Regions from separate parts of the Mus musculus genome. Here regions 1 and 3 are each linked to region 2. A link is a contact called in public ChIA-PET and HiChIP or PLAC-seq data. All regions are on one chromosome and are shown on one strand. Each heading gives the region's core, a stretch centred on a gene start, on an enhancer-like site or on the middle of the called end of the contact. The rest is flanking DNA. Distances are from core to core; before and after follow the strand shown. Region 1 has its middle 23 kb from the start of Dnah11. Region 2 overlaps Dnah11 (dynein, axonemal, heavy chain 11). Region 3 holds the start of Cdca7l (cell division cycle associated 7 like).

Evidence for each region. HiChIP or PLAC-seq counts read pairs in DNA pulled down with a chosen protein or histone mark. ChIA-PET counts read pairs in DNA pulled down with a chosen protein or histone mark.
Region 1: a RAD21 HiChIP or PLAC-seq map of pro-B cells shows a contact between it and region 2, with 2.4 times the contacts expected there. The contact joins two enhancer-like sites. A contact is called at or near these places in 6 of 39 promoter capture datasets (embryonic stem cells, hippocampal neurons, liver and 1 more), 2 of 15 datasets of contacts at CTCF or cohesin (CD8 T cells and pro-B cells) and 1 of 484 Hi-C or Micro-C datasets (the Ba/F3 cell line).
Region 3: an RNA polymerase II ChIA-PET map of memory CD8 T cells shows a contact between it and region 2, with 33 read pairs. The contact joins the promoter of Cdca7l here to the enhancer-like site in region 2. A contact is called at or near these places in 2 of 39 promoter capture datasets (the C10 cell line and trophoblast stem cells), 4 of 484 Hi-C or Micro-C datasets (CD8 T cells, embryonic stem cells and nephron progenitors) and 2 of 115 datasets of contacts at active chromatin or transcription factors (large pre-B cells and memory CD8 T cells).

What each region holds. Positions count from the first base shown.
Region 1 is chr12:118,219,979-118,223,158 of GRCm38.p6, reverse strand. No RefSeq gene overlaps it. Among named protein-coding and RNA genes, the nearest start is that of Dnah11, 23 kb to the right of the region's middle. Within about 2 kb of position 1,673, at least 24 of the 459 cell types and tissues checked have an H3K27ac peak or open chromatin away from gene starts, as enhancers often do. A contact at or near this core is called in pro-B cells, where this site is marked.
Region 2 is chr12:117,993,479-117,996,698 of GRCm38.p6, reverse strand. Dnah11 (dynein, axonemal, heavy chain 11) reads left to right here. Exons shown (of 82, transcript NM_010060.3): 55 at 1,409-1,570. Among named protein-coding and RNA genes, the nearest start is that of Cdca7l, 150 kb to the right of the region's middle. Within about 2 kb of position 1,563, at least 42 of the 459 cell types and tissues checked have an H3K27ac peak or open chromatin away from gene starts, as enhancers often do. A contact at or near this core is called in CD8 T cells, memory CD8 T cells and pro-B cells, where this site is marked.
Region 3 is chr12:117,842,466-117,845,315 of GRCm38.p6, reverse strand. Cdca7l (cell division cycle associated 7 like) reads right to left here and starts at 1,455. Exons shown (of 10, transcript NM_146040.1): 1 at 1,359-1,455. The coding sequence starts at 1,382.

The sequences.
Region 1 (3,180 bases), core at 424-2,923, 230 kb before region 2:
GGAGGCTGGAGATGGGTCTCAATTAAATAGCCCAGGTGTCTTACAGTTTTATTGCTGTGAAGAGATACCATGGTCAAGGCAATTCTTACAAAGAACATTTAATTGGTGATGGCCTACAGTTTCAGAGGTTCGGTCTACTATCATCATGGCAGGAAGCATGACAATATGCAGGCAGACATGGTGCTAGAGAAAGAGCTAAGAATTTTGCATCTTAATCTGCTACAGTCAGAAGAGACCATCTTTTCTGCACTGGGTGTAGTTTGAACATTTGGAGTCCTCAAAACTTGCCTACACAGTGACATACTTCTTCCAACAAGGCCACATTTACTAATAGTAGCACTTCCCATGGGCCAAACATATTCAAACACCACACCAAGGAAGCCACATTTCTCTGAGGAAACGCAGTATTTGAATTTGGTCACTGAGATGAGACAGGCATATAGTTGGCTCCAGACTTGGCCCACAAGGGAATTAGAAGCACAGAGAAAGCCTGGCACCTCTCCAGGCATCTGCATGTTGGCTGAGGGTACCAAAACACAACATTGTCCTTCACCTTTTTGCTTAACTCACACCATATTCCAGGAATAGCAAATCTTGTGGACAGGCAAGTTGCACAGATCACCAAGTGCAGTTTGTCTGACACCTTGAAGAACTGAAGCAGTGACAATGATGGCTTAATGAAGTACAGCTAGAACCATCTTAATTGTGCATAATTCTTGCCCTCTATTAAATATAAACCTAATGACAGTATCTTGAAGATGTAGTTGAGAATAACTGGACTCTATTTATTTACTTTCCTTTATTACCTTCTGAAGAAACACCCTCCCTGAGCTTTTCTTCACAACATGTCTTTTAATTGTCATATGGAGATTGTTGTCTGAGCACAGCCTGTGGAGCATCCAGAGCCCAGCTTTGCTTTAAAAGCCATGGCAACAGTGCAAGAATTCATTCTAGTCCCTATGACATAAGAAGAAGCCTTTTGAATGTAATCATGAAGTTTTATCTTTTCTTTTTCACTGCTGAAAATGAAGGGTTTTCTTACTAATGTTTGAATATTCTCTTCAAGCGAGTTAAAATTTCTTATTGACACAGTATTAAGAGGCGCGTCCAGCCGGGCGTGGTGGCGCAGGCCTTTAATCCCAGCACTTGGGAGGCAGAGGCAGGTGGATTTCTGAGTTCGAGGCCAGCCTGGTCTACAAAGTGAGTGCCAGGACAGCCAGGGCTACACAGAGAAACCCTGTCTCGAAAAAAACAAAAAACAACAACAACAACAAAAAAACATATTTAAAAAAAAAAAAAAAAAAAAGAGGCGCGTCCCTTGAGAGGTACTTTGGTCACAAGGGTGTGACCTCACAGATTTATTCCCTTGAATAAATAAGGGAATAGGTTCCTGCTCAAATGCATCCAGTGCTCTTATGGGCATGCCTACCTTGCTGGCATCATACTCTTGACTTCAATCCCTAGAACCTTGAGACAAACCAATTTTTATTCTTTACAAACTAGCCAGTTTGTAGTGTTCTGTGGTAGCTGCAGCAACAGGACTAGAAGGCCTTCTGTTTTCTGACAGGGCATTGTCACCTGTGTGAAATGACAAAGGCACAGTTGCCACTTAGCAACTGTGACCCTGTGACTGCTAAGTCACTGGGGACCACTGAAAATAACACATTCTCATCTCTCAGCCTTCGACTCATGCTGCCAATAAATCCTTAACATTCAGAGCTCTCGTGGGATATAGACATCTTTACCATGGGCCACCATCTGTTGGGTTTTCTGTTAGCAGCAGCAGAAAGCAAAGTTTCCTGTCTGACAGGAAGTAGACACAATATTAGATTATTTTCTGCTTCTGCTTTCTTGCCCTTTGCTCTTCTCCGAGTCTTCTGGTCCTGTCCAGAGCCCTAGGCAGGTTCTACTCTTCTAAGATACCCTATCAGCCTTGAAAAGAAGTTAGATCAGTTGCCACCAGAGAACAATTAATGTATTAGCATACAGCAGGTGCTGTATTTCATTTACCTCATTTTATTTGAGACTGGAATTCACAATGTGTGGGTACTTCTAATTTTAGTTCTGAAGGCTTAAATCTGACCTCTTTCCCAGAGTGTTCACTAGCGATTTTACTTTTCTGAAGATGTTATCTTGTAATTACCTTACTTTAGGAAAGTATTAGATTTCTCAAAGCATCAGCTTCCTCAGTTGCCACATGATACAGGAACCATCTCTGGAGTCACTGTGAGGATGATGTGAAATTCTGTTGCTGGGCCCTTGGCACTTATTTTGTAAGAATTGCCAGTGTTTTCAATAACATTTCCTTCAAATGCCTTAGTTTTGCTAAATTTTCTTTAACACTGATCTTGAGGTTCACTCCATTATTTTTTTTTATTTGTATTTATTTTAGTTTCTTTCATGCAATGTTTTTGATCATTTCCCCTCCTCCATCTCCTTTCAGATCTTCCTCATCTTTCTACCTACCCAACTCACGCTCGTGCTTGCTGAATGCTCCCCCCAAAAAACCCTGATGATCAAAACAAACAAACAAACAAACCAATAAGACAAAAACAAAAAATAAACAACACACACACACAAGCAAATCAAAATGCAACAATAATCCCACAGAAATGACATGGAGTTGGGCCTGCCCTGGAGTGTGGCTAATACACCCAGTGACACTTAACTGGAGACAACTGATTTTCCTCTTTTCCCAGCAGGTATCAGTTGCAAATAGCTTCTTGGTTAGGGGTGAACCCTGTGTTCACATCCCCTTCTTAGTGCTGGTTTGTCTGGTTTAAACCAGGGCAGATTTTGTGTGCTAACACAGTCTCTGTGAGTTCATATGTGTGTCAATTTTGTTGTGTCTGGATTACACAGTTTCCTTGGAGATATCCATCACCCCTGGCTCTTGCACACTCTTTTCACTTCCTCTTCCCATAGATCTTTGAGCCTTGAGGTTAGGGTGGATAAGGACATCACATTTAGGGCTGATTGCTCCACAGTCTCTCATTGTCTGCACATGAGCACACTCACCTTAGTCTTTATTCCTGTTGTAGTATCTATCATAGTACTCCAAGCAACATGGCTTCTGACCAAAGGACTCATTTCATAGCCAAAGAATAGGCAATAGGTCCGTGTCATGGAATTCCCTTGCTATGACCTCCATCACCATCCTGAAGCATCTGGCCTGGTAGA
Region 2 (3,220 bases), core at 314-2,813:
ATATGCTAAGATTTTTTTTCTCACAAGGATTTTAAAATATCATAAGTAGCAAAAAAAAAATATCTTCTGAGTCAGTGACAGCATCCATTGGCTGACCATGGTCTTGAGCTCAGCCTTGGAACCAGGAGGGTCTCATTTTCTACCATCAACCTGTCCTAAGAAGAGAAAAGAGATACTGTCCACTCGGGCCTTTCCCAGCTGACAGATAACCTAGTTTTCAAGTATATAGCAGTGGTGGCAGGGATGGGGGTGCATAATGAATCCTTGCAGTCTCCTGTGTCTTCATGCTTTCCCTGAGCTTACACTTCTAATGGTGGTCCTCTAAAGCTCAGGACCCTTGAATGGTCACACCTACTGTGCTGACAATGAAGAGTTCCTCCCATCCACTGTCTGTGACATGATATTGCAACCAACCTCAGGCTCTACCGATGAATCCCTGTGTCTAGAGAGAGTATACAAATACACGACTGGATCCTCTGACTGTCATGTCCCCATCCATGAATCCCACCAGCTGTGCAGTGAAAATATTTGAAGAGGAACACAACTGTACGGAGTGTGCATATAACCGTACCGAGTGTGTACATACTTCTTTTTATTGTCTTGATTCCCTAAATAGCACAGAATAACAACTCCCTACACTGTTTACCTTGTCTTAGGGGCAATAAGTAATCCTAACAGGAAGGACTAATAGGTGGTTGAAGGATAATAGGTTTGACCTGTGAAAGCAATATACTTTTCATATAAGTGTTTGGAAAACCTGTGGGTATGTTAGGGATCCTGGAACTGATCCCTGGCAGATCCCAAACACAGAACAATGGCTTATTCAGATATTAATTAACTTTTAAATCATTAGCTAGTAAGAAAAAAACTTTTCTTAGCAGAAACATGCTACCCAAGTTTTAAATTTTTCTCTGAAAAATCTCAGGTGAGAACTAAAGAAGATACTTTTTATTTTAAATGCAAACAGAAATTGATGTCATTTGTGATGATAAATCTGGCTTTATTTTATTGTTTTATACTTTGCGTTGAAAAGGTATTTCAGCTTTGTGAAACCTACTGAATCATGTAACAGAAGGAATTTGCAGGTAGAAATGTTGACGATCATGGTGACTTATTTTTATGTGGCTTGTGTTAGGGAACAAGTAAAATGTCCCACTCCCAAAGGGAATCATGAGCTATGCTTGAGAGAAGAGGGGCCACATTTTGAGGAAAGCACAACTGTACTTCTGCCTGCCCTGTGGCACCGCCACTCTGAAAGTCAATGCTACCTTGCACCTTGCTGCCTGGGCTGGGGTAGCTGATTAGTGTGTCTGGCCTTGCCCCCTTCCTCATTGTCTGAGACTTCAGTGTACTGCTTGGCACACTCATCCCTCTGTTGTTTCTGACCTGTCCCCCCTCACCCCTACAGATGGTTTTTTGTTTCTCACCGGTTGGCCACACACTGCGAGTTAGAGCCCGGAAGTTCCCAGCCATAGTTAACTGCACAGCTATTGACTGGTTTCATGAATGGCCACAGGAGGCTCTGGTCTCAGTCAGCAGGAGGTTCATCGAAGAAATTGAGGGGATTGAGGTACGTTGCGTCAGCCTGAGGTAGGTACCCAGCGTGCACAAGTCTCAGTACACTATTGGCAGGAAGCTCGGTCAGCCACTTTCAGTTTCGCAATCTCTGTATCAAATATGTATCTCTTCTTTTATGTTGCTTTTCATTGTATCTGGGTTTTGTGCATTGTTGGGGGTGGGATTCTGGCCTTATGGGGTTATAAGTTATCTTTGTCACTTCTTGATGAGTTTGGTATCTCCAAATACGTTTTTAAATGTCTGTGTGAAAAAAGTAGGTTTGAAGAATAAAGAAAGCAACTGAATCAAGCCTTCCGATTTCCCAGTGGAGTTGAGGCCAGGATCCTTTCTGATTAGAGAGATTGTGTTAGAATGTGACTCCCAGAGAGCTTTGCCCTCACCTCCCATTGAGCAATAAGGTGGGAGTGCCTAGAATAGACCCAGAATTAGTGGAAGTGGCTCTCTCTAAGCCAAAATTGATTGGGGACACTTAAGTAATGTCGTAAGTTCTCACCCTCTCCCTTACTCCAGGAGCCATGATCACCCACATCCAAAGAAACATTATGGCACTTTGTTAAATAGCGTGTCCTCGGGTGGCCAGATGGTTAGAGTCTGGGTATGTTTATGAGATTGACGGTTACTATGCCGCTGTCTTTATTGCGTGGCATGTTATTTTTCCTTTGCGTCTCCTTAAAAAGGGCGTAACCCTATGGGTGTGTGTAGCTTGGGAGTGGTGAAAAGCATTCACTGCTGCATACAGGTTTTCTTTCTCCCCTAAACATGTCTATGAATCTGTTGATCACTGGACTGCAGGGGGAAGCAACATTTAACATGGCAAACACATCTGGGGTGGGAGCACATGCCTGCCTCCTCTCTCCTTCTCTCTTCCACAATCATGTGACAAGTACACGCACAAGGAAACAAGAAAAAAGAAAAGAAAAGAAACGAAAAGAAAAGAAAAGAAAAGAGAAAAGAGAAAAGAGAAAAGAGAAAAGAAAAGAAAAGAAAAGAAAAGAAAAGTCAAGTCTTCTGAAGTTGGGGGGGGGGTAGGAATTAGATCTGCACATCTAGAGAGCCATTAGTTATGATAAAAGTAGTGTTAAGTGTTACTCCCAGCCCCTAGGACAATCTTCAGGTTCTTTAATGTTGTTGAAATACTGGGGCATCATCTTATCTTCCAACAGCTGAGAAGAGAGGTTGGAAGTTCTGATTCTACAGGAATCAATGCCACATACTACTAGCAGATTTCTAGTTTCCTTGGTTCATTTTTATCAAACTTGGAACAAAAGAAGTGGGCTGGTTTCTGAATGGAGTTTTGATTCTCCTCGGTTGGTAGGAGATCCAAGCTAGCAGCTCCAGAGAAGCACACGCACAGCCTCACAGCCTGCCAGTCTTTGCTGTCCTGTGTCTGTGTCTGCTTTCTCCAGCGGAGCAGCATCTCAGCCTGGCCAGGACTATTGACACCTGCTGGATGAGGCGGGCTTTGCAGTCCCGAGGGCTGCACAAGGTGCTGTGGTCTATCTGACGGTGTCATGCCGCCTCCTATAGGATCCTGGGTGTCAAATAGGAATACTTTTCTTAGCACTTCAGCCTTCCCATCAAGCTGAATTCTGCCTGCTAACAATCAGCCAGATGATTTCCTTTCATTATAAGGTGCTGATTT
Region 3 (2,850 bases), core at 206-2,705, 150 kb after region 2:
CAGGGTTCACCCCCAGCACATCATACACCAGGCATCCAAGCAGGGAAAGAATCCTGAATCTAGAAGTGGAGGCAAGATCTATAATCTGCTCTACAGAAAGTGGAGACCACTCTGTGATGAATGAGACTGTCCTGAAAAAACAAAGCAATTTCACTTTCCCTTTCCAAAGGTGTTTTGTTACTTCCTGGAGAAGCTCAGGCTAGCCACGTGCAAAAGCAAAACAAAAACAACAACAAAAACCCTAAAGCCTGAGTCTAGCTCAGTACAGTTTTTCTTTTCTCCCTTCACTGGTGAAACCTTTTAAAATACTTTCTCACAAACCTCCACTTTCAGGACATTCTCAGCGGTCACTAACTGGACAAAGTGGCCACTGGTATCTAGCCAGCTAGCTAGTTCTCTAATTTGCCAGCACAAAGGTAAGTGCCAGACCTGGGCAGGCCAGGTCTGGTAAAGCTTGGGCGCTGTTCCACCAGGCTCAGAGTCTACAGGTAGACTACAGGGGTAAACGCAGTTCAAGAAAGGCTACATTCATGTAAAATATCCCGCACCCCACGAGCAGGGGGCTGGCCATTCCTTCTCTTTTCAAAGTTTTTCTTAGTTCATTTTTAAAAATGATTTGCTTATCACTATATTAAAAAGTGTGTGTCTGTTTAGGTGTCTTGTGGTTGTCGTTTTTTTAACAGAGTGATAATTTTAAGTAGAGAAAAACCTTGAGACTGTAAACTAACAGAAATCACAATCCTGGCACGCAATGACCCTTTGGAAGACTTATTCTCAAGTGTTAGTGAAGTTTCAAAACTTAAATTAGACCCATAATGCATAATGGATTTGCCCTTCGCTTAAGATTTGCAATCTTGAAGTTGTTTGTTAACTTGGCCTAAAGATGTTACTTACCATTTGCCAAGTAGTAAATTTATTAAAGTTCTAGAATAAAACCTACAGCAACTCAATAAAAGACTGGTATAGTGTGAGTCTCGAGATTTCTTTCTTTCTTTTTTTTTTTTTTTTTTTTTTTTAATTGCTTTTTTCTTAATCTTCCTGACCTCTGGTGCCAGTTCCGGCGAGGAAGGGGGTTGGGGAGAAATTGCACGCTGCCCTCCCGCGCGCCCCTCCCCCAGGTCTCGGGGCGCTGCACCCCGTAGCTCCCGGCCTGCAGCTCCAGAATAGGCATCCCCACCTGAGCCCCGGCTGCAGGGGCCAAACCTGCAGACCCGGGGTGGTACAGCAGGGAGCCACGCGCACTCCTACAGGACCTAAGTTCCCAGCACCCGGCCCTCCGCGTGGACCAGCCCGGCAGGACAGGGCGGGGCGGGGCATGCAGAAAGCGGCCGGGGACCAGGGCTGGGGGAAACCCTCACCTGGGAGCGCGTGGCCAGCTCCATCTTCCCTGCTGGGCTCACTTCCCTGAGCCCTGCACGCGGCCACCCGGGCTGGCGCGGCCCCGAGCACGCAGCGCGCGGAGTTTGCCGTGGAACAGCGCACTGAGTTCAGATGGGGGGGACAGCGCGGCTCCGCGCGCACCGCGCAACCTCGCACAGCCTCGGGCCACGCGCCCGCACCCGGGCCTCTCCACCTGCGGTCCAAGCCTTAAGGCCGGCGCGGGAGCGCGCAAAGGGAGCGCGCGACCGGCATTGGCCGGCGTGTTTGGTTGCGCGGGCTTCCCCCTACCGCGCAGGTCCGCGGTGGAGCCGTCCGCTCAGGTTCGCGCGGGAGACTCAAGCTGAGGCTGCACGCGCCTCTGAGCTCCGGGTACCTGGCCCGCTCAAACTCCGCAGCGCCAACCTCCGTGTCCTCGTGGCCTGAGTTCCAGGAGTGTTGCGTAGAGGCCGCGGAGCTGGCTTTGCTTTGTTGTTGGTAAGGGGCGTGGTCTGTGCGCCTCCGAAAAAGTGGCTGCCCAATTCACTGCAAAAGCCAATCACCCAAGTTTTCTAACACTGGGCAGAGGGCGACGCAGCACCCTGCACACCACACACTACAAGCAAGACCTCCGTTCTTGCCAGAGCTCCCCAGTAAGTGCCTAGATGCTAGTCACTAGCACCTACTCACCGCGGAAATGCTGGGATAGGCCTCCTGACTCAGGAATAAACAAAAACTATCTACTAGGTTGAACTTTATGGACTGGGAGCCATTACCCCCAGGATAATATGAATAACCATAGTGATAACGCAAATCTCATGATGATGATAATTATGTCACCATCACTAATTTGATGGATAATTGAAATGATTAGTAACCTAATTCCTACCACTGATTAAAAATGATAAATCTAATAATGAAAGTGCATGGACATGTAAACTTGGAACAAGTTAGATGCCATGAGGGACTGGGGAATGGTAATCTAATGGCATGGAGTGGGCTGGAGGCATCAAAGACTTAGAGCTTGAGTCAGTAGCCTGAGGCATTTAATGAGTGGAGACAGTGGGAGGCCCAAAGCAAGCCTGAGGAGCTGAAAAATGACAAGTGGAAAGGTTTAGCACAGGATGGGGTCATGAGGTGATACAGTAACAGCTTGCCTGAGTAGAAGTTTATGCAGCCAGTCTCAGCTCCTTGGATCCAGTACTCATCCTTCTGTTGTTGCTGAATGAATAGTTGAAGTTGCCAGAATGTTCTCTCAGGCTTCAGGAGGAAACGTCAAGGAAAGAGGTGTCTTGCTTTCTTCGTTAGTTGAGCAACATGTTACCAGTGTTGGGGAATGAAGTTAAGAAAACAGTGTCTAACTTTAGAAATGCACATGGCCTGGCTTAGTTGCCTATAATCCCAGTTCTGTGGAGGCAGGGGCAGGAGGATTCTGAATTTGAGACCCTACCTCAAAACAGAAGAAAAGAAAAATGCTTTACTTCTCCCGGATAA